Regions from separate parts of the Mus musculus genome. Here all the other regions are linked to region 4. A link is a contact called in public HiChIP or PLAC-seq and promoter capture Hi-C data. All regions are on one chromosome and are shown on one strand. Each heading gives the region's core, a stretch centred on a gene start, on an enhancer-like site or on the middle of the called end of the contact. The rest is flanking DNA. Distances are from core to core; before and after follow the strand shown. Region 1 holds the start of Rtf1 (RTF1, Paf1/RNA polymerase II complex component). Region 2 holds the start of Trp53bp1 (transformation related protein 53 binding protein 1). Region 3 holds the start of Adal (adenosine deaminase-like). Region 4 holds the start of Vps39 (VPS39 HOPS complex subunit). Region 5 holds the start of Map1a (microtubule-associated protein 1 A). Region 6 overlaps Tubgcp4 (tubulin, gamma complex associated protein 4). Region 7 holds the start of Ino80 (INO80 complex subunit).

The links. Promoter capture Hi-C pulls out the DNA fragments that hold promoters and counts their contacts. HiChIP or PLAC-seq counts read pairs in DNA pulled down with a chosen protein or histone mark. Capture Hi-C pulls out chosen DNA fragments and counts their contacts.
Region 1: a contact with region 4 is called in a promoter capture Hi-C map of liver, with 2.9 times the contacts expected there. The contact joins the promoter of Rtf1 here to the promoter of Vps39 in region 4. A contact is called at or near these places in 1 of 39 promoter capture datasets (liver), 1 of 115 datasets of contacts at active chromatin or transcription factors (pancreatic cancer cells) and 1 of 9 other capture datasets (liver).
Region 2: a promoter capture Hi-C map of liver shows a contact between it and region 4, with 2.7 times the contacts expected there. The contact joins the promoter of Trp53bp1 here to the promoter of Vps39 in region 4. A contact is called at or near these places in 1 of 39 promoter capture datasets (liver), 1 of 484 Hi-C or Micro-C datasets (short-term hematopoietic stem cells) and 1 of 9 other capture datasets (liver).
Region 3: a promoter capture Hi-C map of liver shows a contact between it and region 4, with 4 times the contacts expected there. The contact joins the promoter of Adal here to the promoter of Vps39 in region 4. A contact is called at or near these places in 3 of 39 promoter capture datasets (the C10 cell line, cranial neural crest and hippocampal neurons), 6 of 115 datasets of contacts at active chromatin or transcription factors (astrocytes, bone marrow-derived macrophages, cardiomyocytes and 3 more) and 2 of 9 other capture datasets (liver and pancreatic islet).
Region 5: a promoter capture Hi-C map of liver shows a contact between it and region 4, with 2.2 times the contacts expected there. The contact joins the promoter of Map1a here to the promoter of Vps39 in region 4. A contact is called at or near these places in 3 of 39 promoter capture datasets (the C10 cell line, hippocampal neurons and liver) and 1 of 9 other capture datasets (liver).
Region 6: an H3K4me3 HiChIP or PLAC-seq map of bone marrow-derived macrophages shows a contact between it and region 4, with 4 times the contacts expected there. The contact joins the enhancer-like site here to the promoter of Vps39 in region 4. A contact is called at or near these places in 3 of 39 promoter capture datasets (the C10 cell line, liver and neutrophils) and 4 of 115 datasets of contacts at active chromatin or transcription factors (astrocytes, bone marrow-derived macrophages, large pre-B cells and 1 more).
Region 7: an H3K4me3 HiChIP or PLAC-seq map of bone marrow-derived macrophages shows a contact between it and region 4, with 2.9 times the contacts expected there. The contact joins the promoter of Ino80 here to the promoter of Vps39 in region 4. A contact is called at or near these places in 1 of 115 datasets of contacts at active chromatin or transcription factors (bone marrow-derived macrophages) and 1 of 9 other capture datasets (adipose tissue).

The regions. Positions count from the first base shown.
Region 1 is chr2:119,673,756-119,676,455 of GRCm38.p6, forward strand. Rtf1 (RTF1, Paf1/RNA polymerase II complex component) reads left to right here and starts at 1,313. Exons shown (of 18, transcript NM_030112.2): 1 at 1,313-1,525. The coding sequence starts at 1,313.
Region 2 is chr2:121,270,008-121,272,707 of GRCm38.p6, forward strand. Trp53bp1 (transformation related protein 53 binding protein 1) reads right to left here and starts at 1,400. Exons shown (of 28, transcript NM_013735.4): 1 at 1,265-1,400; 2 at 517-701; 3 at 212-302. The coding sequence starts at 1,271.
Region 3 is chr2:121,140,704-121,143,403 of GRCm38.p6, forward strand. It overlaps Adal (adenosine deaminase-like), which reads left to right and starts at 1,390. Exons shown (of 10, transcript NM_029475.2): 1 at 1,390-1,600; 2 at 1,821-1,951; 3 at 2,446-2,506. The coding sequence starts at 1,541.
Region 4 is chr2:120,351,804-120,354,503 of GRCm38.p6, forward strand. Vps39 (VPS39 HOPS complex subunit) reads right to left here and starts at 1,334. Exons shown (of 25, transcript NM_178851.4): 1 at 1,112-1,334. The coding sequence starts at 1,184.
Region 5 is chr2:121,288,237-121,290,936 of GRCm38.p6, forward strand. It overlaps Map1a (microtubule-associated protein 1 A), which reads left to right and starts at 1,366. Exons shown (of 7, transcript NM_032393.2): 1 at 1,366-1,636; 2 at 2,484-2,585. The coding sequence starts at 1,399. It also overlaps a transcript of Trp53bp1 not described here.
Region 6 is chr2:121,177,650-121,180,349 of GRCm38.p6, forward strand. Tubgcp4 (tubulin, gamma complex associated protein 4) reads left to right here. Exons shown (of 18, transcript NM_153387.3): 6 at 1,021-1,100. Among named protein-coding and RNA genes, the nearest start is that of Tubgcp4, 7.8 kb to the left of the region's middle. Within about 2 kb of position 1,367, at least 10 of the 459 cell types and tissues checked have an H3K27ac peak or open chromatin away from gene starts, as enhancers often do. A contact at or near this core is called in bone marrow-derived macrophages, where this site is marked.
Region 7 is chr2:119,476,313-119,479,012 of GRCm38.p6, forward strand. Ino80 (INO80 complex subunit) reads right to left here and starts at 1,375. Exons shown (of 36, transcript NM_026574.4): 1 at 1,067-1,375.

The sequences.
Region 1 (2,700 bases), core at 63-2,562, 680 kb before region 4:
GGATTTCTACGTACAACAGCTCTTGCTGTTCTGAAACTTGATTTGTAGACAGGCTGGCCTGGAATGCAGAGATCTGCCCACCTCTGCCTTTCAAGTCCTGAGATTAAAGGCATGGGCCACCATTGCCTGGTATTTATTTATATATTGATTGATCGACTAAGACAGGGTCTTAGCCTTGGACTCATTATGCAGACTTAGGCAGGCCTTGAACTTGTGTTCCTTATGTTCTTCCTGTCTTAACCTTCCAAGTATCTAAAAATATGGGTTTATAATTACCACACCTGGCAAGGGATGTGATGTGTACTGTAGTTGAGCTGAGAAAAATAACTTAGAGAGTCAAAGTGGGATAGTAAGAAAGCAAGACCTCATCAACTTAGTCGAGAAAGATTTGAATTCTAAAGTTGTCTATCAGAATGAGTGAACCAGTGCGTTCTAAGACTTGAGAACAACTTCAAATTGTAACTGTTAATACTCCCTAATATAAACCCTGCTGCACATAAATAATATATAAAAATGCATTCCCAGCGTTGACCTTTTTGTCAGATGACTTCAAATTCAACGACATAAAACATTTCCTATACAGCCCTCTTCCCTTCCAAACCTCTGTCATATTTTCTTGACAAAGCTCACACTCATCTTCCTAAATCAGAATCTGAAACCTCTGCCTCCTCTGCGCCCCAACTAGCAAATAATTCAGAACCCATCTATTTCTCTATTCTCATTCTCTTCCAGTGTTGAAGTCACTGTCGTTCCTTACCAAAGACCCAGGACACTCAAGCGAGTTTGAAACTACTTAGCATAGCTCATTAAATTACTGCTTTCTTCCCGGGCCACCTCTCTGCTCATCCCACACCCCGACACCTGGTCCTTCCCTACAATGAATCTGAGTTCTCCGATTATCGCTGGAATAGTCTTCCCTAGTTTTTGGGTCGCATTTAGGCTGTCACTAATAACAGCCCAGGCAGGCGGACTCTGGCTCCTCCACCCAAGCTCTCAGCAATTTCCAGGGGCTGTCGACTATGCGGGTGGTCCCTGAGGCCGCATTCCAGGGCTGGAGATGGATGAGTTTCCTCAGAGTGGACCCTGGTCCGGAGGCTCAAATTCGCTTCAAGTAGGGAACTCCTGGGCAGCCTACAACTCCAACACTGCAGAAGCTTCCGGACAGCTAGATCAGGGAGCGTTGGTCCGGAACCCTCGGGCGCGTGGCTCCGCCCCTCGCGCTGCGTCGGAGGTGGGGCGGGGCGGGGCGCCAGGCGCCGGCGAACGGCGTGCGCCAGGCGGGGGGCGGGGCTAGGGGCGGAGCGGAGCGCGCATGCGCGGTCGCCTTTGTGTGGGTCGAGCGGCGGCGGTGGCGGCGGCGGTGGCGGCGGCGGCAGTGGCGGTCCCACTGGCAGGCGGGCAAGAGGGGAGTCAGGGCGGCGTCCGGCGTGGAAGCCGGGGGACCACCATGGTAAAGAAGCGGAAAGGCCGTGTCGTGATCGACTCGGATACGGAAGACAGCGGCAGTGACGAGAACCTGGATCAGGTGAGGGCAGGCCGCGGAGGCGCGGGCCGGCAGAGCGGGAGGGCTCAGTCCTGGCCACGGGAGCTGGGAGTCGCCCGGCCCGAGCGCCCGGCCAGCCTGGTGTCCGTCCCGCTACTGTAGTCCCTTCCTGTCTCCCCGCTGAATCTTAGGCCCTTGGAGCCCGGGCCAGGCCTGGAGACAGAGCCCCGAGGACTTGGCGCCTTGGGCCGGGAGGCGGGGCAGGGAATTGGGCTGATGGGCCTCGGGGTTTGGGGTACTGAAGGGGGCCGCTGTCTGCTTGGGCCGGATCGGGACGTCATGACTGCAGGCAGGGAGATTCGGGCTGGGCGAGATAGGAAGTATCGCCCGCCAACCCCAATGGCTGAGAGATTTTGGAGGAGGTGCAAGGGTGAGCATGGGGCGGTGGGAGGGAAAATTTGTCTAGAAGGTGTGGACTCTGGAAGGTGAAGTTTTTCAGACCAGGCATGTGGACATAGGAGAGACACCCATACATGTCCCGAAGAGCTTTCGTGGTGCTTGGGGTGGGGGGGAGACTATGATCATTTACGGTCGAAATGGGTTCTCGTTGGGATGTCTGACAAAAAACTCTTTGGAGGAGGAGAGAGGGCAGATAACTGGAAGTTTGAATTGTAGGGCAGCAGAGAGAGACTGTGTTCCAAGCGCTCAGCCTCTTTTATGCAGCAGCATAGAATTCTTTTTCACTTGAAGATCTGAGAAGTACTGAAAGTAACTTGTGGCTTTAGCGTCTTGGAGTACCCGGCATTGCTTCTGTACTTTAAAAAAACACTGCAGGGAGGAAGCTGTTTGTGTAGTAGTACTCTGATGGTATCAGGAGATGATTTCCTCCATGTTTCATGAGTAAATGACATAAAGGAAGGGTAGGAAGCTTTATAAATGGAGTAGATTGAGTACTAAACTCAGAATCTGTAATTCTGATTCCTAATTTCTTTCTAGCCATTTACCTTTGGTTTCCACTGTAAAATGGACATATAATATCAGCCTCATGTATTGAATTGGACAGTTGCATAAAACAAATGTTTATAATAAAAAATGTTGGTATAAACTACAAAGTATTTGTATAAAAGGCTTCTTGGGAGTCCTTAGTAATAGACTAGAGGTCTCAGGTTTAATTAGGACTTGAAAAGGGAGGGCTTGCCTGGTCTACAAAATGAGTC
Region 2 (2,700 bases), core at 150-2,649, 920 kb after region 4:
GTGGATATTAGCACAGAAGACATTTGCCATCAAATTTTAATACAAATTGAGAAATGGAGGCAACACCAAACTAATCACGGGTATCCAAAGGCTTACTGAACACTAGATAACAAACTAGGCTTCCTTACACATAATCTCAACTGCATGTTTAAATCGTTCTGCCCCCACAGGACCTTAAACACTGCAGAGAGCCAAGCCTTCAACTGCTCACCTGAAGCTTTCTTTTCTTTCAGATGTTCATTGAATGAGCTATTACTGTCTCCTTGTTCTACAGCAGATTGTTCCGGATTTGATACAATATCCTAGAAAACATGAGCACATAAGATCCTCACAGTACACAAAGTAGTACAACAGGGACCTTTCTGTGGGTGAGAACACGTTGATTTCATTTTTCGTTCCCCACCAACTTTATCCAAAAGCTAACAATCAACTAAACACGTTAATTTTCTGGGTTAGTTTGGTGTAGGGGGGTCAGAAAAAAATAATAACTTGAACAGGGCATCATCACTCACTCACCAACACGGGGTTCTCTTTGTGCATCTGCAGATTAGGAAGGTGTCGAGATAGCACGCTGAAGTGAGAGCCTGCATCTTCTTCCAGAACCTGGCTTTCAGGCTGAGAATCTTCTATTATCAGGCAAGGAGTGTCTTGCTGAGAGAAATCTGAATCCAATTGACTTCCAGTAGGGTCCATCTGCTCCCCTGGAATGGAATAACAAAAGATCAGTTCGAAGAGTAACCCTATTGAGCTTTCCACACACAATCTGAGACTAAATAAAGGGGCGGAAGTGTGAGATCGAGAAAGGGACCATTCTAGGGCTACCCAGTAGCCCACATTTGCAATCGCTCTTAGCACTTTCTCAGCCATCTCCCCAGCCCTCATTTCTCCGTTATTTACCACCGCGCCTCTGGATCCTTCGATCTCCCCCTCCCTCCCTCCTTTCTCTTCACCTTCCCTCAGACACGCTTCCTTCCTCACCTCTTCTCCCCGCCCCTTTCCATCCCCCACACAACTCTCCCCGCGTTCTGACGCCACTGAGCCCCGGGAAGACCTCTTCGCAACCCCGGCGGGCGGGAAGCCCACGGCCCTCATGCGGCCTCAGGACCACCGCGGCGGCTGCCTCCCCACCCCCTCCCCGGCCCTCCAACCCCGTCCCCGTCACCGCCGCCATGCTTGCCACCCCGCCCCCTCCAGGCGGCCAGCCCTTCAAGCCCGCCACCCGGGCCTCTGCGGCCCGCTAGCTCGGCTCCGCTCGCAGCACTACCTGGCATCCCGGCGAGAGGTGCCTCGCGCTGGATCTAGAGGTTTCTGCACGCTGCCCAGGCCCCTCCAGGTCGATCCCCAGGTCGCCACTGTCGCCACCGCCGCCACTGGCCGCGAGCTCCCCCTTTTCCCGTCACGTCACGCAATATCGGATCGCCCATTCGCTGCTGTTGTCTGCCACTCAGGAAATCCTATGGATGATAGGTGGCTGAGGTGAAGTGCCCGCCCCCAGCGTAAGAAAAGGAACACGGCGGCGTGTTTCCATGGTAGCATGGACGTCGCAGGCCCTCCCCCTAATACAGCCAGCATGACAGTATCCTTGAACCGAAGGGACATTAAGAGGGCATGAAATAAAAACCCCTGCCTGAAGGACGGGGGTACTCACTACTCACACTTGAGGGCTTCGGCCCCTTCACTGACTTCCGTGGAAAAGGAGAGTCTCCTGGATTTTCAAAGAAAGGGCAAAGAGGAGGAGAATTGAGGAGAGCTAGTACTTCTGAAATGGTGAAATGGAAGAGAAGCCTCTGTGGGGTTTGCCAGTGTCGATCAGGATCCCATTTGTAGACCTCTGCCTGAATTTAAAGGCTTCCGTTTTCCCACTCTATGTCTCTGGCAGTTTTGATTTTGTTGTTTTATATTGTCTTCGTGTTCCCACTCCCTTTCAAGCTTCCCTATTTGTCTCTCTCTGCCCTTTCTTTTAGGGAATTGCAGCAGCCCCAGACGCTTTGCACCTCCCATTGAACGAACTGAGCATTGTAATCCTCAAACTAGAAGCAAAGAGAACAGCTGTCACCCCTACTAACTCAATGACCTAAAGGATCCAGGCCCAGAGATTTAATTATCCTAATCATGGTGTCAGGGTCTTATAAAGGGTGTGGCAGCTGTGACAACTATTAATGAACTGAGCTCAAGATACATATGTGGTTTCACTGTCATTTTAATTTAAAGAGCCGTTGGATCTGGGCTAGAATTCTAACCAAGCAGCTGTCAGGAGGGAAAGCACCTAGCACAGTGCCAAGAATATACATAGAAGGCATTAAAATGGAGGCGGTTTTCTCTACTCCAGACTCAGAATTATTTAGGCACAGCCCATACATGATTCTCAACTTCTATAAATGCCCAGTTTAGCACTTGAAATAAGCCAAGCTTAGAGAGGAGCATCCTACCAGCCAATCTCCTCTCTGCTGCTATAAATTACAGTGATCATATTCTCCTAACCCAAAAATCAAAGCATGTTGTCTTCATACGCATTACTTGTGGGAACAAAAGGATCAGCTTAAACGAAATCGCTCTGAAAATTTTAGGATCTATTGTTATAACTAAAATTCCAATCCTAGAATGTTTTACAAGTAGAGCAAAAATGACCCAAATCACAGAGACACATCTTACCTCTTAATCCTAAAATCATTCATGATTGACTCCTGAGTTTCTCTACTG
Region 3 (2,700 bases), core at 140-2,639, 790 kb after region 4:
CCGCGAGAGGTTTTTTGACCTTCCCCCCCCCCACCCCCCCTTTCCAAATTACGTTTTCCTGGGAACACGCCAGCTGCTTCGGTAACAGCTAGCGCTTGGAGAGCTCAAGTTACCTCTTTGTACAGGCATTTTCTGCAGGGAAAAAAAAAACTTGTGTAGATCCTCTTATTTGAGAACATTTTTAGGTGAATCGGAGGCTGACGACCTGATACCGGTTTGGTCCGGCAAAAGAGGACCAGCACCTCGGATCTTAAGCAATCCAGAGTAGATTGGTCCTTGCACAAAAGTAACAGTTGCTCCTTTATTGAGTGTTCTCGTTGCGAGGGAGAACTCATTTAGATCTTAAATTAGGCCATATGGAAAGTGAAGAAAGAGACCTTTACGGATAATTACTGATTATTATTAACCCACTGCCCCTGTACGTGCTGTTTATTCTCATGTAGTCTAAATTCTGTGCTAGGTCTACAGTGAGTAAGTATTCAGCATGTAAAAATGACACTCCCCTCCACTTCCAAGATTCTGTGATTCGTATGTGGTATTGAGTATGTCTGCTGAAAATCGCTATAGAAGAGATGTGATTATTCCCTGTGGCGTTGTTGTTTAAAGGAAGCAACCCAGGTTGGACTTTTAAAGTTTCTACATTTGATGCTTAGGAGATACCAGTAAGAAAGCACTCCCAGAGATGCGTAGAAACTTCATCATTTACTAATTTAGTGTCTGCTTGGATTAGGAAAGGAAATAGAAAGACTTGAAGAATGGTTAACTCAGAGCAGTAGTATGTAACGGCTGAGAGTATGAGTTCTGGAGTCCAACTGGATCAAGAAAAATTTTCTATGAAGATTTGGTTATTGGAAAATGTTTTAGGGTTAGGAACTCGTTAGTGGTCTTAGAAGAGCAGATTGTGTGGCAGAATGATTCAGTGCGTGCAAGATATGTTAATAAAGGCATCTAGTCGACCAGAAGGATCAGAGACAGGAGGCAGCAAATACTACCCTCCATCCAGAGACAGGATTTTCGCCTGACAGACCCAACCCATTTAAGGAAAGTGTTTGTGCGACGTAAATATGAAATAACATGTTTTCTTGTAAAAGCAAATTCGTGCTACATGTGTAAGCTAACCTGACCTACGCAGTAGATTAAAGGAGCCCAGAGTTAAAGGGACAGACGAACGCTGGATTTTTAGTTTTCGGGTGTTTTTTTTTTTCTTGTTCTTTTTTTTTTTTACTAGTCATTTCCCCATTGCAGACACACCTAAGTTAGCTTTGCTTAACTTAAGTTAGTGGGAGCAGGGGGTTGAGGGGGCTTGGGAGGTGTAAAAAGAAGATATCAGCAGTGACTGTGTTTCTGTTTGCATGTTAGATCTGAAAATAGTTACATTTGTTATTGTAGGTGAAAGTGATCCCAGAGCCACACATAGTGCAAGTCTTGTTTAAAATGGCAATCTGAAGGAAGTCCAGCACCTCAGAGATTCCCACTTTGATAAGTTTATCGTCCAAGCCGAGAATAAGAGCAAAGAGAAACTTTTCCTTCTACTGAAGTGATGGAGGCCGGACAGCAGTGGCCTGGGAAGACAGACTTTTATCTGCAATTACCAAAAGTGGTAAGAATTAACTACAGAGTTCTTGTTACTGTATAATGGCTTTTGTATTGTTTTCCACAAAAGAGAAGTAAAGCTTATGGGTAGAAATTGTAGAGTGGGTATAGCTGAACCAAGTAGCTGGCCTAGTATAAACTACAACTAGGAACCAGGCCACCAGGGCCTGATGTATGGGGCTCTGGATCTCGTGGACTCTTGTGAACTGATTGTCCTCTTGTGTTAGGAGCTCCATGCCCACTTGAATGGCTCCATTAGTTCCAGTACCATGAAGAAACTGATAGCCAAGAAGCCACATCTTAACGTTCATGGTCACATGACCATGATTGACAAGGGGAAGAAAAGGACTTTACAAGAGTGAGTTTGGGAGGTTGTGGGAATTTTTTGTGGCTGTATTTTGGGATTATAATATATAAGAATCAGATTTTAATACTTAGATAGGGTAGACATCTGGCATAAAATATATAACCTAACTCACAGTGCTTTTCCAACTGTCAGACTGACAGTATGTTTAATGATTTATATTGTTTGTCATATTGAGTTGTTCCTTAGATTTGAAAATAAAGACAGATTGATTTTTCTCTATTTGCTAGTCCTGGCAGGATTAAAGAATAGGAATGGCTGTTTCATACTTTTCAATATAAATAAGTAATATCTTATTTTAGCTATTAAATTGTCTTTCTAGATCAATGTAATTTTGAAAAAAGGTGTATCCTATAGTTCTTTGTAAATTTAAATATATACTTACTATTAACCTCAAATTTACTAATTAATTCCATTCTGAGGGTTTTTCTTGAGTAACAGGTTTTGATGAGGGAAGTGTGTTAAGACATTTTTTTTTTCATTTGTAGATGTTTCCAGATGTTCCAAGTTATACATCAGCTTACTACTAGTGCTGAGGACATCCTGATGGTGAGACACAGAGGCAGGTTAAAATGGCGTGACTTTCCACAGCAGTGCACAGCTCACCTTGCGCATGTCCTTTGGCTTTCATCCACGCTCTGATGGAGATGCTTGCTCTTTCCCCCCACTTCCTTCCCCCTCTTTATTTTTTCCTTTCTTTTTCTATTAATTTACAGATTTTTTTTCATGACAACTCTTTGAAA
Region 4 (2,700 bases), core at 84-2,583:
GTACAGGTGGGTATCCAGAACATATTTAATGAAACAAAAGAGAAATGAACCCCTCCATGTATTATTCTCTATTGAGAGCACTTTCCTCCAGGAAATGAGGTTTTCTTGAGATGGCTGTAGGAAATTGGGTTCTATTCTCTCCCTAATTCAAAGGACTACATCAGTTTACATTGGAGGTACTATTTTACAGAGGCTAGGGGCTGCTCAAAGAAGAGCACAGGGAAAAAAAAAAAAAAAAGATGTGAATCCCTCTAAGGAGGCCACAAAGAACCTGCAAGGATGCCTGGGAAGCGCTAGCAACAGATGCTCGGCACACTGGTCACCATCAACATTTCCTTGTGGTCCATCGTGGTGCCTTCCTTAGGGTAAACTCTACGTACAGATTCTGAACTTTACCTTTGTATGGGCCCTTGATGTTTCTTGATATTTAGGGCATGGACATTAACAGAAAAGACTGAATTATTTTTACGTAGCCTGTTATGGGTAATAACGATGCATAGAAAAGCACTCGATGTAGCCTGAGAGCCAAGATTTACGTTCTTGAACTCCAGAAAACATGAAGGATGCTGACCTTGCTTTCTGCATTGGTCAATCCCAAGAAAAAGTATACAAGGTCGCATGGGTCAGGTTTCACAGCAATCTGTTATGATGCTCTTCCACTTCAGTCAGGTAACTTGGGCACCTCACGACATAAGGTAGTTATATGAGCTAACTACTAAAAGGAAAAATAAACTAAGTGAACACTAAATGCTCTGAAGCATACGGTGCTAACATTGTCTGTCACCTAGAACACACCGCAATCATTTAACAAGGTGAAGCACCTGGCAGGCTTTGCCCTTTTCACTCAAGACTTCTTGGGAACCGAAATGGGCCCCAACAGAGCACATTAATAATGTGAGCTCAGCCTCCAACTGCATAGCGCACAAGAGAGAGCGCGGAGCGTCCACAAATGGACTGTCCTTAGCAATCACGCAAGCCGCCCGGGGTCCAGTCACGTCCGCCCTCTCTGACAGCCTGCGTCCGCAGCCCACCCACAGGGTCAGACGCCTTGCCTCTCTATAGCTCGGCGTGAGGGGCCGCTGCCTCCCTGACCCGAGGCCCCGCGGCTCACCCCAGGCAGCCAGGCAGTCGATCTGCAGGGGAAGCTTTTCCAGGATCGGCACCGGCTCGAAAGCGTCATGCATGGCTGCGGGAGCTTCACCGCCACTGTCCCGCCCCTGCTGCTGGGAGGAGCCTGCCGTCCGAAAACAGGGAAGACTCGTATTCCACCAGGGACCCCTGCTACAGGGCCTTCAGCAACAACTCCATCCTCGCCGCCGGACTTCCTGTTGCCTTAAGCCCGCCCCTTCCGCAGCAGAAGCTCCGCCCCCAACCCGAGTTCACATCCATACCAGCTGCTCAGAGTCCCTTGGTGTTTGTGGTGGTAGAAGAGAAACTGATCTTTTTTTTTTTTTTTTTAAAGATTTATTTATTTGTTTTATTTATATGAGTACACTATAGCTGTCTTTAGACACACCAGAAGAGGGCATCAGACCCCATTACAGATGGTTGTGAGCCACCATGTGGTTGCTGGGAATTGAACTCAGGACCTTTGGAAGTGCAGTCAGTGCTCTTAACCACTGAACCATCTCGCCAGCCCGAGAAACTGATTTTAGGCAGTCAACTTAGTGAAGACCTCGCGATAAAGAGGAATTTAGCTCACTGGGCTGCGTGTCAGGAGAGATGGCAGCCTGACATCCCAGGACGCAGGAGGTTCAGAGTTATCTTCAGTACGTATCAAGTTTGAAGCCAGCCTAGGATACATGAGGCCCTGTCTCAAAAACCAGCCCTCCCAACCACGGAGGAAAAAGGAACTTCTGCCTTGGCGTCAGTCTTGGGTTGGAGATATACCACTTAGGAAATTTGGCTTTTCTTTTTCTTTGGAAATAGATTGTTGCAGGCCTTACTTTCATACTCTGCAAAACCTTCTTCAAAATAAGATTGCTTAGAATCGTGAACATCTGTCAAGTCTGACACACTCTAGCCAGTCAATAGATTGCTTCAGTACCATCATTACATTTCAGCTAATTCTTAGTTGTACCTTAGGTTTACATTGTTAAAGCTGTAGACCAGTGATTCTCTCCTAGTGCCTAGTCAAGCAAGTTTTGAAAAATTCAGGCTCAGACCTCATTCCAACTTTACTCAAACTTTGGAGAGTAGTATGAACTCAAGTAAGTTCATACACTTGAACAGGAAAGCCATTATAGGCTAATGTTCCTTAGCCCGGGCATAATCCCCTAGGGATTGCATACGGGACTGTTATGTGTGCACTGGAGGATGTTGGGAAGCAACCTCAGAATCTACCTGCAAGAGATGTTAGAGAAGCCCGCCCAAAGGTCAGATACATTAATGAAGATGCAATCTGGTAAGCACTTCTGGCGAGCCACTGTTACTGACCAATGTTTCAGGTCAGAGGTCAGATAGATGTCTTCCTCAGCTGTTTTCCACATTATGAGAAATGGCCTGTGTTTTTGTTTGCTCGTTTCTGAGACATATCCACCCCTTTTACAACTAGCCAGCCTAGCTCACTGGCAAGCCAGTAAGCTCCAGGGACCCACCTGTCTCTAGTCTCAGTGTTAAGGGCACTAGCTTTGTCACATGGATGACACGGATCCAAACGAACCCGGATCCTCATGCTGTGTGGCAAACACTTTACAGAGT
Region 5 (2,700 bases), core at 116-2,615, 940 kb after region 4:
ATGTCCAAAGTACTTACAGTATGGACTGGATGGTTAGGTATAGTATGTTTCAAGATAGGGCTAAGATTTCTGTGAGGTACTTAACAGTCAGAACGTGGTTCACTGGCAGGCTTGAGGTATCAGCTATTACCTCTTTTCTATCCTTTTAAGGAGTAGGATTTCATGTGTGCACATGTGAGTGCAAGAGGACAACCTGGAGTGGTGTCCCTCAGACACCCTTTTCTTCTTTGTACTATAGATACCAGGGTCTCTCAATGGTATAGCTGGCCTGCGAGCTTCCAGAGATTCATCTGTCTCTCCCTCCTAGTTACCATCTCTGCGATTCCAAGTGCTCACCGCTGTGCCTGGCTTTTTTTTACAGTTCTGAGAACCTGAACACTTGCTTGCCAGGGAAGTACTTTACCAACTGAATCATCTCCGTAGCCTTTCTTCTCTTCTACCATCTCCAAAGTGCAAGGTAAATGGAAGAAAAAGCAAGTATAACTGGAGCCTAAACACAGGCCTTCTCTCTGATGCACACAACAGAATGACTCAGGGTAAGATCAGCTGTAGTGGTGGAGAGTCTTTGAAGAATGGGGAGTTGGGGGTTCAGCAAGAGAAGGGGAGAGGAAGGAAAGGAAGGGATGGAGAGAAGGAGAGGGAAAGACAGAGAATATTAATTCAGTTCTGTACAGTAATTACATGGTCTCCTAAATTTATCCACTGTGTCACATCCCTAGTAGCTGGGAAGTCTTTCCTGGGTTTTACTCAAATACTCTTTGCTGCAGTCTGAGCTCATTGCACTCAGCAAATATGGAGACTAGCCAACCACTATCCTTGGAATAACTACTCTCCAGGGACTCAGGGTAGGAAGGTCATCCTGTCCCCTCCAATACTGCGCAGCCTGATTGACCACGCCCGGAGCTCGGGGCAAGGACGGGGAAACCCAGGTTGGTAACCTAGACCCTGGCATGCAGCGAGGCGGGGGGAAAAATAGAGACAACGATAATTGCCAGATGGAGACCACGATAGAAACCCCGAGACAGCGAAGGGCAAGATGGCTCCCCAAGGTTCGAGAGAAGCTGCGGAACTGCCTCCCACACTGTGCTCAACGCAGACACAGCCTAACTAGATGGATGTTGTTCTCGCGCCTTGGACTCCGCCCTCGGCTGGGTCTCGCAGAACCCTTACCCTGGCTCAAGTCGGAGAGGGGCACTTGGTCAGGAAAACTGCAGGTGGATGACTGCAGCCACCACCCATAGCGGCACAACCACCGCATCCCCGCCCCGCCCCTGCGGCGCTTCAGCCCCGCCCCTAGAAGGCAGTGACCAATGAACGGCTCCTGCCGCCGGCCTTTAAGAACCGCGCGCACTCTCCCCGCAGCGGACGCAGCTAGCCTAACACTCCGCGGGAGTTTCCATGGCGACCGAAGCCGGGACCGCGCGGCCTGGCAGCGTTGCCATGGAGACAACTCCGGAGCTGGGGCTCCAGAGCCTCGGTGCACCGCCAGCTCAGAACCCGGCGGAGCCTCTTTGCGAGGCCGGTGCCGCGGTAGCGGCAGCGCGCTGGGACCTGCGGAAATACTCCTTGCTCATCGTGATCGGCGATATCGGTACAGAGAGTCAGCTGAGGGCCGTGCGGGCCCACCTTGAACAAGGTGAGCCGCTCTCCTGGCTTTTACGCAGTACTCCATCCATGCCTCTCCGCCATCTGCATTCATCTCCCAGTGCACATTTCTGTCTCCTCTATCTCTATGTGCACTTCCCGAAACCTGCGACCCTGTCACCTGCATCTTCCATGAATGTGCCTCTGTCCTCTCGAGCTGCCAACACCTTGCTTGCCCATCCTTTCTGCATACCCCATTCTGTTCCGCAGTGTCCCGGAGCAGGAGCAGGAGAAGCTCCGTGGAGACCCTGGGGTCCCTCTGGTCACACCCCTTTCCCGAAGCCACTGGACCATATATCCGAAAGTCCTCATCAGACCCTGAAAAGTCCATGTCCCTACCTTACAATTTCTTCTTTAGGGGAGGTTTTTGAACGCGAGGTACACATCTCAAATCTCTGAATGCTGGCAGCCAAGTTTAGAGAGTGACCTTCGTGGCTCTGCAGCTCACCTCCCTCAGCCGTGCCTGTGGCGCAGTGCTGCGGAGCCACCTGCGGGTGGAAGCAGGGGATGGAGGCAAGGGAGGGGGCATAGGAGAATCTAGAATCTGATTTAGCAAGAGGGATCATTATGGAAACCTACAGTATATGGAAATAGACCCTTGCGTGTCACTTCTACCGTAACTGTTTTGCCTTGAAAAACAAAAACTCCAAGCTCATTTATTAGTAAGCCCATTCTAAACTCTGCTCTTTGCCCTCTGGAAAGGGGAAAAAGCAGGTACTAGCTATCCTTCTTGGAGGCATCACCTCCCATTTCTTTCCTCTCCCAGGAGCTTGGCAATGCTTTCTGTGGGTGACTTTGACTAGAACCCTCTTATTTTTTTTCCCCCTTTTCTTTTACAGGGATTCTCTCCTGGAATATTGACTTATCATCCTTTGACTTGAACCAACAGTTGAGACTCTTCATTACCCGGCACCTAGCTCACTTCTCCTCAGAGGTCAAAGGTTAGGACTAGGGTTATTTGTCTCAGTCCTTTGGGTCCAGTATCCAGGCCAGAACTGGCCTTATGGGAGGATTGGGTAGGTAAAAAGGGAGGGACTTTTGATGGCTCCACAGCTA
Region 6 (2,700 bases), core at 117-2,616, 830 kb after region 4:
AACCAGTATGCTAGTGCTCCAGTTTTAAATACTGAGGAACTTGAGACCATGGGCTGAGGGGGAGAATGGGGACCAATTGCAAATAGGCTCACCTAAGGGGATTGTTTTTAGAGTGATGAAATAGTATAAACTCATATCAGAGTGATGATTGTGTAATACTGTAAATTTACTAAAAGCCCTTAATACACTTTAGATAGGCATGTAAATTTAGGATATACAAATTATACCTCAAAGTGATTTGTAAGAAAAGCCTGGAGGGCACAGAGACTTCCAGTTAGGGTCAGGGTTCATACCTAGTTAGTAGTCTGACTTGAACCTTATCAAAGACTTTTCCTTGGTTTTGAAGTGCCAGTTCCCCATGACTCTGGTTTCTTCAGTGACTTGGCTCTCAAGCCAGTGTGTATATTAGAGTGTACTAGCAAGCACCTGAAGTGCTTGGTAAACCATAGGTGTCTGAGCTTTACCCCCAAATTTGCATTTATTTAAAAAAATATTTTTGCCAACTTGACAAATGAGTCATTTGTGAAAAGGAACCTCAGTTGAGGAAACACCTCCATCAGATTACTTATAGGCAAATCTATAGTGCATTTTCTTGATGAATGATTGGTGTGGGAGGCCCAGGTCACTGACGGCAGTGCCACACCTGGGCAGGTGGTCTTGGATAATAGGGCAGGCTGAGCCAGCTGTGGGGGTGGGAGTGGGGCACAGTAAGCCAGTAAGCAACATTTCTCGATGGCCTTTGCTTCAGTTCCTGCCTTGAGCTCTTGCCCCTACTAGCCTTCATGATGACCTATAAACCTATACAAACTATAAACTGATATAACCCTTTCCCCAGCAAGTTGCCTTTAGAAACCTGAGACAACAGGTAACACTGACACTGAGGGCGGAAGAGTCTGTCTTTACAAATTGACTATATAGACATCTTGGGAGGGACTATATTAGCTACTGGACTGTGCTGTCTTGGTTGATGTAGAATATGAGTTTCTGTAACCTAGATTGATAAGGCTATATTTTCCACAGATTCATGGCTGTCAAATCCTGGAAACAGTTTACAAACATAGCTGTGGGGGCTTGCCTCCAGTCCGAAGCGCATTAGAAAAGTAAGTCCTGGCTTCCGTAAGTATTGGGAATAGGGGAGGGAGTCAAGTGACTTCACTTGTCCTGGTTTATTTTGAGGTCATATCAGGTGACTCATCTTCTTAATGTGTTCTTAGAATCTGTTTGCAAGTATATTATTGAGAATTTTTGCATTGATGTTCATAACTGAAATTGATCTGATTCTTTCTTTGATGGGTCTTATGTGGTTTGGGTATTGGGTAATTGGCCCCATAAAACAAATTGGGCAGTGTTCTTCCTGTTTCTATTTGTAGAATAATGTGAGGAGTGCTGACCTGCACTTTTCACTGACTCATGCTGAGTATGATTATTTTTTGCTGTCTGTCTGCTTCTTTTGAATGTGAGTTCTTTTTGTTCTGGAGCCTTCGGGTGTGCTGTTAAGTACTAGTATGAGATCTCTCCAGTTTTTTTTCTTTTTTTTTTTAAATAAATGACAAATAACTCACTTTGTTTATATTTTTAATGTGAGTGCGCCCTCTGCAGATACACCTGCATGCCAGAAGAGGGCATCAGAACCCTTTATAGATAGTCATGGGCCACTATGTGGTTGCTGGGAATTGAACTCAGGACCTCTGGAAGAACAGCCAGTGCTCTTAGCTGCCGAGCCATCTCACCAACCCCATATGTAGGCACTTAGTGCTATGAATTTGACACTTAGAATAGCACTCATTTTATTTTATAAGTTTTTATATGTTGTATATTCCTTTTCATTAAACTCTAGAAAGTCTTCTTTCTTAATTTCTGTCTTGGCCCATTTTTCATTCAGTAGTGAGTTGTTTAGTTTCTATGAGTCTGTAAGGTTTCTGTTATTAATGATATCCAGTTTTAATCTAGATAGGATATCAGGTGGTATTTCAATTTTCTTGAGACTTGCTTTGTATCCAAGTATGTGGTCGGTTTTGGAGAAAGTTCTGTGAGGCACTGAGAAGAAGGTATATTCTTTTGTGATTGGGTGAAATGTTCTGTAAAATACATGTTAAGTCCATTTGGTATAACATCAGTTAGCTCCAGTATTTTCGTTTCGTTTTTGTCTAGATGGCCTGTCTATTGGAGAGAGTGGGATATTGAAGTTTACCACTGTTAGTGTGTGAGGGTTGGTATGTGATTTAAGCTGTAGCCATGTTTCTTTTAAGAACTTGGGTGTCCTTGTGTTTGATGCATGGATGTTAAGAATTGTCTTCTTGGAGTTTTCCTTTGATGAGTATGTAGTGTACTCCCTGTCTTTTCTGATTAGTTTTGGTTTAAAGTCTGTTTTGTCAATACACCAGCTTGCTTCTTAAGTGCATTTGCTTGGAATAGCTTTTTCCATCATTTTACCCTTAGGTAATGTCTATTCTTGATGACAAGGTGAGAAGTGTTTGTTAATTCTGGTTATCTTGGTGGTGATGGTGTTTCTCCTTTTTTGATTTGCTGTCTGGAATTATTCATTCCCTGTGTTTTCTTGGGTATAGTTAGCCTCTTTAGGTTGGGAATTTTCCTCCTAGTACCTTCTGTAAGGCAGAATTTGTAAATAGATATTGCTTAAATTTGGTTTTATCATGGAATGTCTGATTTTATCCATCAATGGTGATTGAAAGTTTTGCT
Region 7 (2,700 bases), core at 125-2,624, 880 kb before region 4:
GGGGAAAAAAAAAAAAGCCAGAGATGGAAGTGCAGTTATAATCTTAGCACCATGGACGCTAAGGCAGGAGGATATCAAGTTCCCGGCCATCCAGGCCAAAAACAAAAAACAAACAGGAAAAAGAAAAAAAAAAAAAAAAAAAAAGACACGACCGGAAGAAAGGAAGCATCAATAACCCACAGTGAAAATTAGGGATGTAAATCATGGATCACTAACTGGGAAAACTAAGCTGATCATCAGCGATGTTTTAAGGAGTTCAACCTCCAAATTCCTTCCCGAGTCCTAAGAAGTACAAGAATGTAAATCAAAGAGTCCTGAGCACAGTTGGTTCTGAACTAAAATAGTTAAACGCCTTCTTCGGCAATATCCAACTTCTAAACTGTAGGGGGCTTCCATCCTCCGTGATTACGGAAGTAGTACTTTTCATCAGCAAGCTCAAGAAGGAATTGTCAAAGTAAGATGACACTTGCTGAGACGCACTGCAAACGCCTCGAAAACCCAGAAGTGCTGTCACAGACACATTTCTAAGTCTGTGCACGTGTTAGCCTGTCCCCGTCTAACACCAACTAGCAACTTGCATCATTCGCCCGTAACCGTGGCTCGCTCCCCATTAAACTGATACTCTATCCAGTCCATAGATCTCATTCGTTTGAATTGACAGGTAGAACCCTCGTCCGGTTCCTGGTCCAGCCCGACAAGCCTCCGCCCTGCCCCTCCCCACTCCCAAACCCACACACGTGTTAGAGCGACACCGCCCCACCGGGTCCCACGTGCACCTGGCCTAACACTCCCCACGTGTGGGTGCTCCACGGGCTTCCTCGGGTGGCCGAGGTCACCCATAACCCCGGAGAGCCAGAGATACACGACAGGAGAGCCGAGGCCCAGGTCTCTGAGGTCCCAACCCTATGGGGAGTGTCCACACCCATCCTCTCTAACCCCAACAAACCCCAGGGCCGGGGGCGACGGCCCCTTTAAGAAGCGGCCCAGTCGTCGCCCGCAGAGAGGGGCGCACAGGGGCCTACACGACACCCCCTCCGTCCACCCGCCCACGTCTTCTCAACCTCACCTCGGGCCGAGGGGCCCCGCCGCCGCGGCGGCGGCGGAGGGGGGGCGGGGGGCGGGCGGGGTCCGGAGGGGGGGGTCGCCCCGCCGACTGTGGAGCCGCGCTTCGCTCTCGGAGGCCGAGGGACGGTGACTGCGTTGGACGGGAACGCTCCTAGCTCGCTCCCTCGGCGGCTCCTGGGACCCCAAGATGGCGGCGGCGCTGAGGCGGCTGCGGGCGCTGGGCCGGCGGCGGCGGCGGCCACTTTCACTCACTGAGAGGAGCGGAGCAGGGACACGGGGAGCCATGGCGGGGGGGAGGAGAGGCGCCATAGCCAGGCCAGAACAATCGAGCAGGTACTCGGCCGGCTTAGCCCTGCCCCGCCCACGCCCACTGCTAGTCGCTAGCCCGTGTCCGCCGACCGTGCCGCTACGGGCGGCCTCGTGCAGCTTGTACCCCGCTGCCGCCGCCCGACGCCCCGCGCGGACCGGGGTTCTGGGGGAGACCCTCATCTATACTATCTGAGTGCAGATTGGTCGGGGCTGGGACTGGCGAAGATTGCCGAAAGGCGACGGGGAGGAGGAGGAGGATGTCATCGCTAGAGTGAGCAAGCAGATCTCGCGGGAGGAGATGTCGCGAGAGCTCAGCGGCCCTGCAACTGCCACAGAAAGGTTACTTTTCCGGAAGTAACGTCAATGGAAACCGCCCAAAAACCAGGGACTCATTTTGGTCCTGCAGGTGGGAGGGACTGCTTGGCGTTGTCGCTGGAAGTTTTCTCCAGGTAGTGCTGGCCTACCCCGAGGCCAGCTCGGGCGGGGATGGATCCTTGTAAGAGCCAACTTGGAGACGTCTCCTGGTCGTCTTCCTGACGACACTGTCCCCCTTCGGCCCGAGACCGTTGGCACGAAGGCGCTTTCACCTTCCATGCACTTTCCATTTCCCCAGTGGGGTGAGTCGCCCTGCCCACACTCGAGCAACCGCAGAGCTGGGGCGGGCGGGGCGGGGCGGGGCGGTTGTTTCATGGTTATTTTGTCTGGGTTTGGTTAATAGCCCAGGCTAGCTAGCGTCAAGCTCGGGGGATGTCTCCTGCCTCAGCCTCCCGAGGACTGAGGTTACAGTGTGCGCCATCATGCAGTCTTCTGCACTTAATCCACTCGTTTCCAAGACGTATATAGAATTGTTGGACTTCACCCTTTCGTTTTCTGCAAGAATCGCTTGTTTAATATTATCTGTTTTGCCTGTACTGTGCCTTGTGCAACTCCAGTTGGGTCCAAGTTGCATCCTTTGGAACTGAACTGCTTAAAATTAAAGTCTAGAAAATGATTATTTAAAAAATGTCTTGTTTTTTTTTGTTTGTTTGTTTTTCGAGACAGGGTTTTTCTGTGTAGCCCTGGCTGTCCTGGAACCGCACTTTGTAGACCAGGCTGGCCTCGAACTCAGAAATCCGCTTGCTGGGACTAAAGGCGTGCGCTGCCACGCCCGGCTCTTTTTTTTTTTTTTTTTTTTTTTTTAATGTTTCTTGGCCTCGATATGCTTTAAGTTCAGGAGAAAAAGTGTCCGTAAACAAGACCTTAAATGTTCACAAAGTTTAACAGTAACACTTTATAAGAGGGTCTGGCTAGACAGCTCAGCAGACACAGTCACTTGTCACCAATTCT